2 separate regions of the Pan troglodytes genome follow, and region 1 is linked to region 2. A link is a contact called in public HiChIP or PLAC-seq data. All regions are on one chromosome and are shown on one strand. The core of a region is the stretch at or near the end of the contact, and the rest is flanking DNA. Distances in the headings are between cores, read along the strand shown. Region 1 holds the start of UBE2G2 (ubiquitin conjugating enzyme E2 G2). Region 2 holds the start of CFAP410 (cilia and flagella associated protein 410).

The links. HiChIP or PLAC-seq counts read pairs in DNA pulled down with a chosen protein or histone mark.
Region 1: an H3K4me3 HiChIP or PLAC-seq map of stem cell-derived excitatory neurons shows a contact between it and region 2, with 5 times the contacts expected there. The contact joins the promoter of UBE2G2 here to the promoter of CFAP410 in region 2. A contact is called at or near these places in 1 of 7 Hi-C or Micro-C datasets (stem cell-derived neural progenitor cells) and 1 of 1 datasets of contacts at active chromatin or transcription factors (stem cell-derived excitatory neurons).

What each region holds. Positions count from the first base shown.
Region 1 is chr22:45,444,813-45,449,502 of NHGRI_mPanTro3-v2.0_pri, reverse strand. UBE2G2 (ubiquitin conjugating enzyme E2 G2) reads left to right here and starts at 2,610. Exons shown (of 6, transcript XM_531493.8): 1 at 2,610-3,412. The coding sequence starts at 3,370.
Region 2 is chr22:44,933,869-44,938,320 of NHGRI_mPanTro3-v2.0_pri, reverse strand. CFAP410 (cilia and flagella associated protein 410) reads left to right here and starts at 2,223. Exons shown (of 7, transcript XM_514938.9): 1 at 2,223-2,354; 2 at 3,591-3,609. The coding sequence starts at 2,278. It overlaps LOC134809270 (a long non-coding RNA gene), which reads right to left and starts at 2,057. Exons shown (of 2, transcript XR_010154600.1): 1 at 1,489-2,057; 2 at 274-525.

The DNA of each region.
Region 1 (4,690 bases), core at 1,361-3,860, 510 kb before region 2:
TTTAGCCCATCAGTTGAATGAACCCAAGGTGAAGAAAGATGGGCAGCTGTGGAGATGGAACACGTGATTCACTTGCACCAGGAAGAGTGCACGGATTAAGGCACAATACAGGATGGGGACATCTGCCAGATTCCCTAGGCAGCCTGGGGCGAAGCGGCTGCCAAAATCAATGAGGAAAGGGATGTGTCCCAGGCACCGTAGGTTAGATAAGAATAATGGCCAGGAGCATATGTGGATGTATTAGGGCAGCGCTGCTTGAACTTCCACCCACAACACCTCACAGCAGAACCAGCAGGATGTCCTGTCTTTCTAAAAAAGATTTGTAGAGATGGAGGTCTCACTATATTGCTGTATTAGTGCATCCTCACATTACTATAAAGAACTACCTGAGACTGGGTAATTTATAAAGAAAAGAGGTTTAATTGACTCATAGTTCTGTAGGCTGTACAGGAAGCACGGCTAGGGAGGCCTCAGGAAACTTATAATCATGGCAGAAGAGGAAGGGCATGGACACAAATCCAAACCATAAATCAGTTGCCCAAGCTGATCTCAGACTCCTGGCCTCAAGTGATCCTCGTGCCTCAGCCTCCCAAGTAGTTGGGATTACAGGCATGAGCCACGGTGCCCAGCAAAGGTATGTTCTTGAAGTTGTCTTTTTTCTGAGATTTATGCAAATGGTGCATTTGGAAAAATAGATCTGTTGGGATTACTATTTTCAACAAGATTACTTATGTGAAACTGACTCCAAGAATCTTTGGGTTAAATTGATGCTCCTGGAGGAGAGAGGCCCTATTTATCCTAGTATCTATGCCTGGGGTCCCAACTGGAACTTCTCCAGTTTTTGCACCGAAAGGTTCACATCCCAGGAACCCCCACTCCCAGGAAACTTGAGTTGTCATCTTAGCCATGCTGCAGGAGTGCCCAGCTGGAAACGCGTGATGTTCATGGGAAAACCCCACCGTATAACATGGGTTAAGCTGTGAGGTCCTTTTTATATTTCAGAACTTTAGTTGCTAAAGATAGAAAGCATTAATTTTATTCTGTACAGTTGGCCTCCCCAGGGTGTGCTGCCATGCAGTATTACACACTGGCTGCTCAGAATCCCTGGGACTCCACTGCCACTTGATCCAAGTTGAGAGTTCCACGAGTTAGCCAATTAAAATATAGGATGCCCAGCTAAACTGGAATTTCACATAAGGTACTGAACGATGTCCCTGAAATGTTGCAGAGAGCCTGGTTCTCTGAAGATAAGGTGTTGTAACAGTCCTGTTGAGGGGAGAGACTGCCATCTTGTTTCAGCAACTCATATTTCAAGTGACTTTTGTCACTTGAAGCTGAAGCTAATCCTGATAGAAGCTGTAAACCACATTTCTGAAAAATAATAATTGGAAAACATACAGTGTTCTGCAGTAAGATGTCTGAAAAAGATTGATAAAATTATGAAAACATCAAGCATATGTTACAGTGAACATCACAGCATTGACAGTAATGCTTTATTGCCCACATCTCCCATAACTGGAAAAGGGGAGCTGCTCTCCTTTAGGAGCACTGGACAGACTGCCTTGGGGTGTGGGGTGCTGTCTGATTAGAGAGAGAGCAGCTCTTGAATGGGGGAGGAAGCACCTCCACTGTGACTTTTTGCACATTGCATTTGCACAAATTACTCTCTGAAACAGTCTCAAAGGACCATGTCATTTTTATAAAGCACTGTGGTCATTTGAAAAGATGGAGGTAGACTGAAATTTTGAATTTTGGGGAATTTTCCTACACTATGCATACTTGTGAAGTTTGTATTGTTAAATTTCATTTGATTTGACAAATCCGTGTTAAGAGTATACGGTGTCCAGGTACAGAGGCTGCCCCAGAAACAAGACAGAAGTAGGCAGGGACCCATGGCTCTCATGGAACACGCTTTTGGTTAGAGGCAACAGATAAGGGTAATACATTTATAGCATGCTAGTAAGTTCTATAGTACGGTGTGTTGAGTAGGTGTTGCAGAGAAAAAGGTATGCGGTGAAGGCCGGGTGGTGATGGCCTAGGCCACACTGAAGAGGCAACATTTGAGCAAAGACTGAAAGAGGGTGGGAAGAGTCGGGGACAAGAGCCGCCAGAAAGTGTTTCCGGGGAGGGAAGAGTCAGGGACTCTGAACCAGGCCAGGGCAGCTGGAGTGGAGTGAGAGGGAGGGAGGGTCAGGGAGTATGGCGGGGTGACCGGAGGCAGAGCAAAGCACTGCAGGACTTCAGCTTTACTGAGTGAAATGGGCGGAGCAGCGTGTGAATGTGATCAGACTTCTTTTAAAGGGATCATCTGCAATGCTGGGAAGGAAAAGACAAATGATAGATTATTGCAACAAACAGCCAGGCAAGAGATGCAAACTTTTTTTTGCAAAGGTGTGTGTGTATATACATCCTTGCACCGGACAGCCACGAAGCACTTACTGTGCTGTGAAGTCAGTAAGCATGTGGGTTAAAATCGCTCACCTCACAGCGGGTCAATCGGGAAAGCACACCCACTCACTACAGCCATTATGGGAAAAAGGGCTCGCTCCTTACAGGATCCTCAACTGTGGAGAGGCCGGGAGCCCACGCGGGGCGCTGGGGAGTCTCTCAGCACCCCAGGGGTTCGGGCAGGGACCTGAGCCGCGCCCTCCCTCCCGGGGGTGCCCTGGGGTCGAGGCTGCTCGGCAGAGCCGGCGGTCAGTTCGAGCCGCGGGCCCGAACAGGGCTCTCCCCGCGGCTCTCTCCCTCGGAGTAGAAGGTGCTGGACCCGAACTCCAGCGGAGCCGCACAACACGTGGAGGAAAAGCGCCAGGACAGCTAACCTTCCCACCTTTTCAAACCTGAAACCCGGCCGGCTGGGGACGGTTGGAATGTTCAGTGCGTACCCGCACCTCAGGCCCCTTGTCTCCAGCCCCAGACCGCCCCGCGACCATCCTCCCCACCCCCCGACCTCTTATCTCGTCCCCGCCCTGTCTCCCCAACCTCCATCCTCCCCTCCACAACCCCCGTCCTCCCGCCCTTCGGCCACGCGCGGCTGGCACAGAACAGGCAGTTAGCGCACACACACTAGAACAGGCGCCACCGTTCAGGAAGTCTCTACAAGACCAGGACCCTGAGGCCTCTGGAAGTGCCGGGACCGAACCAACCCCGCAGAGCGACTAAGGCGAGGGCAGGAGCCAAGAGAACCGTAGCCGCGGTCGCGGGTTGAGCTCCCACCACCCGGACAGCGCGCCTCGGCGATCGCGCACGCGCCACGCCCCGGAAGAGTTCCTGGGCCCGCGACGGTGGCCCGGAAGCAGTCCCCGGTGTCGGGGCAGGAGGAACGCGCGCGGCTGAGGCGAGGTCGCTCGGCGCAGCTGTTGCGGGGCCATGGCGGGGACGGCGCTCAAGAGGCTGATGGCCGAGTACAAACGTGAGTCTGGGGACCCGGGCCGTCAGCAGCGTCCCGCGTTCCTGCTCCCGGGCCCGCGTCGTCCGGCGGGGCTGGGGCAGGGAGCCTGGCGGGGGAGCCGGGCCCGGGGCCTCCACCGCGAGCCCCGCTGTGGGTCCCGCGGAGTGCCGCGCTCTGCGCCCGCTGCCCACTCTCACGCGTGAAGTCGTGAAGAGAAGCCTTCCCAGCATCGGTAAAGGCAGCGCCGGCGCCGTGTTAGTTGAGAGCACACACAGTTGAGTCTTTGCGGGCTTGTTTTTTTCTCTTCTATTTTTTCTTTTCTTGGCAGCCTTGAGAACGTGCAGTGAGAGCTTGAGGAAGAAGGCCTGACTTGCTGCTGCGGAATTAGGAGGGAAAAGTGTATGCGTTAAAAGGGGAAAGGCTCGTTGGTGGAGCTTTGAAAGGTCAGATTTTGGCTTTCCCTCTAATGAAGGAAAAGGGTTTTTGAACAGTGCCACCTGTCACTCCTCCTGGGTAGTGTTGAGAAAACCTCTTGAGTGCTTTCCTACCCGGTAAATTAGATATTTCTAATGTCTGAGGAGAGCGAAGGGAGGAATGAGAACCTAGGAACACTCGGCATTCCATCGTTTTACACCGAATGCCCGCTTGGAAGAACTGCTGCGAGAAGTCTTGGAATGCCATTGTGTTGAAAGCGCCAGGAACCTGAGTCGCCGATGGAGACAAGATAGTAGCCGGCTAAGAGCAGGGCCTGAGTTCAGACCCGGCCTCTCTGCTTGTTAGCTCCTTGACCTTGTTCCTCTCTCTGTCTCTGCAGTTTCCTTGTCTTAAAAGGTTAAACTTGATACTGCAGGTGAAGTGCTTAGCAAAATACCTGATGTGTAACTCTTAATAAAGTTAGCCGCTGCTTTTGTAATTAGATTGAGGATAATTTTGGAAGAAAGTTAAGCTAAAAGAATGAATGTGAGAAAAAAATAAGTGGTGAATATACATGTAGCTTGATTTCGTAAAACTATTGGTGACACCGCCCAGTGAGAGTTGATATTTGGCTTAAGCAGACCAAAACGTTGCAAATACAGGCTCACTCACGTATGGTCATTCTTCCCTTGGTATCTGGAGGGGATTGGTTCCAGGCCCCGCTGCAGATACCAGAATCCTCGGATGCTCAAGTCCCTACTATAAGGTGGCGTGGTATTTGCATTTAATGTATGCATAGCCTCTCATAACTTTTAAATCATCTCAAGGTTACTTATAGTACCTAATGCAATGTAAATGCTGCGCAAATAGTTACACTGATTTTTT
Region 2 (4,452 bases), core at 974-3,473:
CTCCTGACCTCAGGCCATCCACCTGCCTCAGCCTCCCAAAGTACTGGGATTATAGGCGTGAGCCACTGCGCCCGGCTTAATGTACATCTTATACATATATTTTTTCCTCTTTTTCCATCTTACACATATTGATTGATGTCTCATGTCTCCCTAAAAATGTATGAAAGCAAGCTGTGCCCCAGCCACCCAGGGCACGTGTCGTCAGGACCTCCTGAGGCTGTGTCATGGGCTTGTCCTTAACCTTGACAAAATAAACTTTCTAAACAGATTGAGTCCTGTCTCAGATATTTTGGATTCACAGCTGCTAAGCTGCTCGGTTACAATTGAAGGCTCATAGGTTAGGGGTTGTTTAAAGGTAGTTTGGTGAACAGGGGGCTAGAGCATGGGGAGTGCTGATTGGTTAGGTGCGAGATGAAATCTAGCTGTCCTTTTGGTCCTTTTGTGCTGCATGGCTTCTGGGTGGGGCCACAGGAGCTGTTGGCAAGACATCTAGCTGGATCCATCCGTGTCAGATGTGCAAGAAACCTGCAAAGATACAATAGTGATGTTCTACAATAGTGATGTTACCTGCAGGAGTAACTGGGGAAGTAGCTTATCTTGTGACCTCCAGAATAATGGCTGACGAATGTTTACATCGCATCTTAGTGGAATTCATGCTCCTCTATCCTTCTAGGCTGGTAGTGTAACCGCCCAATGGGTTCGCCTTGCCCACTGCCTAGACAGAACCGATTTATCAAGACAAGGGAATTGCAATGGAGAAAGAGTAATTCACACAGAGCTGGCTGTGCAGGAGAGCGGAGTTTTATTATTACTCAAATCAGTCTCCCCAAGCATTCGGGGATCAGTGTTTTTATGGATAATTTGGCGGGTATGGGCTCAGAAAGTGGTGAGTGCTGATTGGTCAGGTCGAAGATTAAATCATAGGGGGTCAAAATGAGTTCTGGCTGACTTCTGTCCCTGGGTGGGATCACACACATGGTTGAGCCAGATTATCCGTTTGGGTGGTGTCATCTGCTGCATCTGAATGCAGGGTCTACAAAATATTTCAAGCACTGATCTTAAGTTTTGCAACAGTGATGTTATTCCCAGAAGCAATTTGGGGAGGTTCAGACTCTTGCCGCCAGAGGGTGCATGGCCCCTAAACTGTAATTTTTAATCTCGTAGCTTAATTTGTTAGTCCTACAAAGGCAGACTGGTCCCCAGGCAAGAAGGGTTTTTTTGGGAAAGGGCTATTATCAATTTTGTTTCAGTTTAATCTATAAACTAAATTCCTTCCCAAGGCTAGTCTGGTCTACACCCAGGAATGAACAAAAGCAGCTTAGAGGATAGAAGGAAGATGGGGTGGGTTAGGAGATCTTCCCCTGTCATAATTTCTTCAGTTATGATTTTTGCAAAGGCGGTTTCAGTGGTCTCATTAGCTTTACAAAGGCTGTTTAGTTTTGAGGAAGGGCTGCTATCACTTAAACTATAAATGTCTCCCAAAGTTACCTTTGCTTATCCAGGAATAATTAAAGGCAGCTTTAAGGCCAAAGGCAAGATGGGGGTTGGCCAGATCTCCTTCAAGGCCATCCTTCTCTCACCGATACAATTTTTTGCAAAGGCGGTTTCAGAACGTCAGAACGCCTGTCTTAATGTAACTGTGGCCCATGTAACGATGTTTAGAGGGTCTTATCTGATTTCTAAAAGGCTGAAATGCTTGTAAGGGCTCTGCTGGACCTGCCCGTGCGTCTTTCCTATAAATGCGTCTTTTCTGTAAATGCTGGGAGGGAGGGAGACAAGGAATCAACACAGCCCCAGGGCTGCCCTGGGTTTATTCCAAGAGTTTGAATCGCGTAACTTGGAGCTGTGTAGCGCCCATCCCATCCACGCTAGGCCTGCGCTCAGAGTCAGGCCTAGGCACTCGGCCATGATGCGCGTCGGACCGAGCCCACCCCGCTCGGTTCCTGGGAGCAGCAGTTCAGCCCTCACTGGGCCGACTCGGGGACCGCCCCCTGCACCCACCCTCTGCTCGCTGCGCGCTTCCGGGGTCGCGTTAGAATCGCGTCAGAGCCGGGCGCCCTAGGCCGCGCATGAGCAGGAGCAGAGCCAACGTGTCAGCGGCGCCCAAGCGGCCCCAGCGGGCTCGCGTCGCCCCGCTCTCCTCACCGAGCCGCCAATGGGCTCAGGATCCGCCCCTGACGACGCGGGCCCCGCCCCTGGAGACACGCGCCGCGCAGTCGTCACCCGCCCGGGATCAGGAGGCCGGGGGCGCCCGCCGGTCGGGCCTGGGCGGCCGCCATGAAGCTGACGCGGAAGATGGTTCTGACCCGGGCCAAGGCCTCGGAGCTGCACAGCGTGCGCAAGCTCAACTGCTGGTGAGGCGGGGCCTGGCCGCGGCCGCCCCGGGGTGGGGGGAGGAGCCGGGGCGGGGCGAGGGCGGAGCCGGAGGGAGGAGCCGGGGCGGGGCGAGGGCGGAGCCGGAGGGAGGAGGCGAGGCGGGGCGGGGCAGGGCGGGGGCGGAGTGGAAGGGGGGAGGGGCAGGGACGAGGGCGGCGAAGGAGCCGCGGGTGAGGGAGGGGAGGAGGCCGGGGGTCGGGGTCGCCTGGGCCCCCCCCCATTTCCCGGCCCGCCTTTGCCCCGGCTGCCCTGTGGGCTGGGTCTGTTGTCTGGGGTTGCCAGCAGTCACTGGGACCAAGTCGAATGGGAGAGAGAACTGAGCTCTCCAGGACTGAGTCAGGAAACACGTTGGTAATCAGTACTGGGGGCGGCCGTTCCCAGGGTACTCCTAGCAGGTGACAGGAAGGGACGTGGGTGCGGTGGGACCCATGCAGGCTGAAAGGCGGGTAATGCTGAGTCTCACTGAGCCAAGGAAGACCAGGAGCTTCCAGAAGAGGGAGCCTGGAGTTGAGGCCTGCAAGATCTCCAGGGTTCCCTGGGGACTCAGCAGAGTGACCGCGCCGTGTCAACTGGCCGCACCGTGCAGGCGGGTGTGGGGGTCAGCGAGAGCAGACGCCTCCTCCCAGGGGTGTCCGCAGACTGCCCAGAGTGAGCTCTTCCCTGTTAATTAAAAAGCTTTTCTCTCTGCCCTGGCATATCTGGTGTTTTGGCTACAATTCCCGTGTCATTTGCTTTCAATAATGCATTTCTTTGTTTTGCATGGGGTGGTCAGTACTCCCACTAAGCTGGGAGAAACAACAACCCTATTTCAGGCTTTTGAAGTTTGCTTCATAAGTTGCCTGTTCACCCTTTGAACTTGGCCTCTTATAAAGACGCCCTTGTTTATGTCTGTCAGTGAGAGAAATGAACCTTCTGCTACTCAGGGACCATGAGGAAGAGTTCATCTTTTTGTGTCTTACAAATGGAGCAACCCTGCTGCTCCTTATCTAAAAAGTACCACCCCAACGTCAAACATACAGTTTAGCTGAAAATCAGCTAAAACAATTGTTTATACCTTTGCCAGTTATCTGGGCAACCTTCCTTTTTTGCCATGCCATTAAAATCCTAGAATCTTAAGGTTTGTAGGGAGTCATCGGTGATTTTTGGAATTTTTGTCTTCAGTGTTTTTTATTCAACTTTAACAAAATTAAAGTATGTATCTTTTCTCTCCCCAGGGGCAGCCGCCTCACAGATGTAAGTATTGCACTGATCATCTCCAAATAGCCTCAACCCAAATGTTGTAGCTTCTTTCCCAAGAGAATTTTTAAGTTGACAAAACTGCACCTATCAATTCAGTCCCACACTTGGTACTTTGTTCACTTAGCGGTTTTCATTCTGCAGAACCACTAATGGAAAAACAATTCTCTAGTGCCAGGCTTATTTTGCAGTTCCCGTCAACATCCCTATAAATGAAACACCCTTTGTCACTTGGTCGCAGAGGAGGGGAGCAATAGTTTGGAACTTGCTCTCACCTGGAAAGGAATCCCAGGAGGGCTTGTTTTACTTTGTTACGGGGAAGTTGAAGGTCTACACCCCCTCTTCTTGGTCACATCTAGCCTTGTACCCCCCTGCCGCTGCCCCAAAGGCAGGCAGAGAATAAGCCCTGCTGGGAGAACTTGAGTGTGTGCGTCTGTGAAAGATTTTTTTCTTCTCTCCCTCATTATCTTTCTCAGTCCAAAATGTCCCCAACTTACACAGGGATCGCATACCAATTGTTTCTTTCTTTTTTTTTTTTTTTTTTTACACGGAGTCTCTCTCTGTTGCCCAGGGTGGAGTACAGTGGCACGATCTTGGCTCACTGCAACCTCCGCCTCCCGGGTTCAAGCGATTCTCCTGCCTCAGCCTTTGAGTAGCTGGGACTACAGGCACCCACCACCATGCCTGGCTAATTTTTGTACTTTTTAGTAGAGATGGAGTTTCACTGTGTCGGCCAGGCTGGTCTCAAACCCCCTGAGTTCAGGTGATCCACCTGCCTCAGCCTCACAAAGTATTGGAATTACAGGTGTGAGCCACCATGTCCAGCCCAATTATTTATCT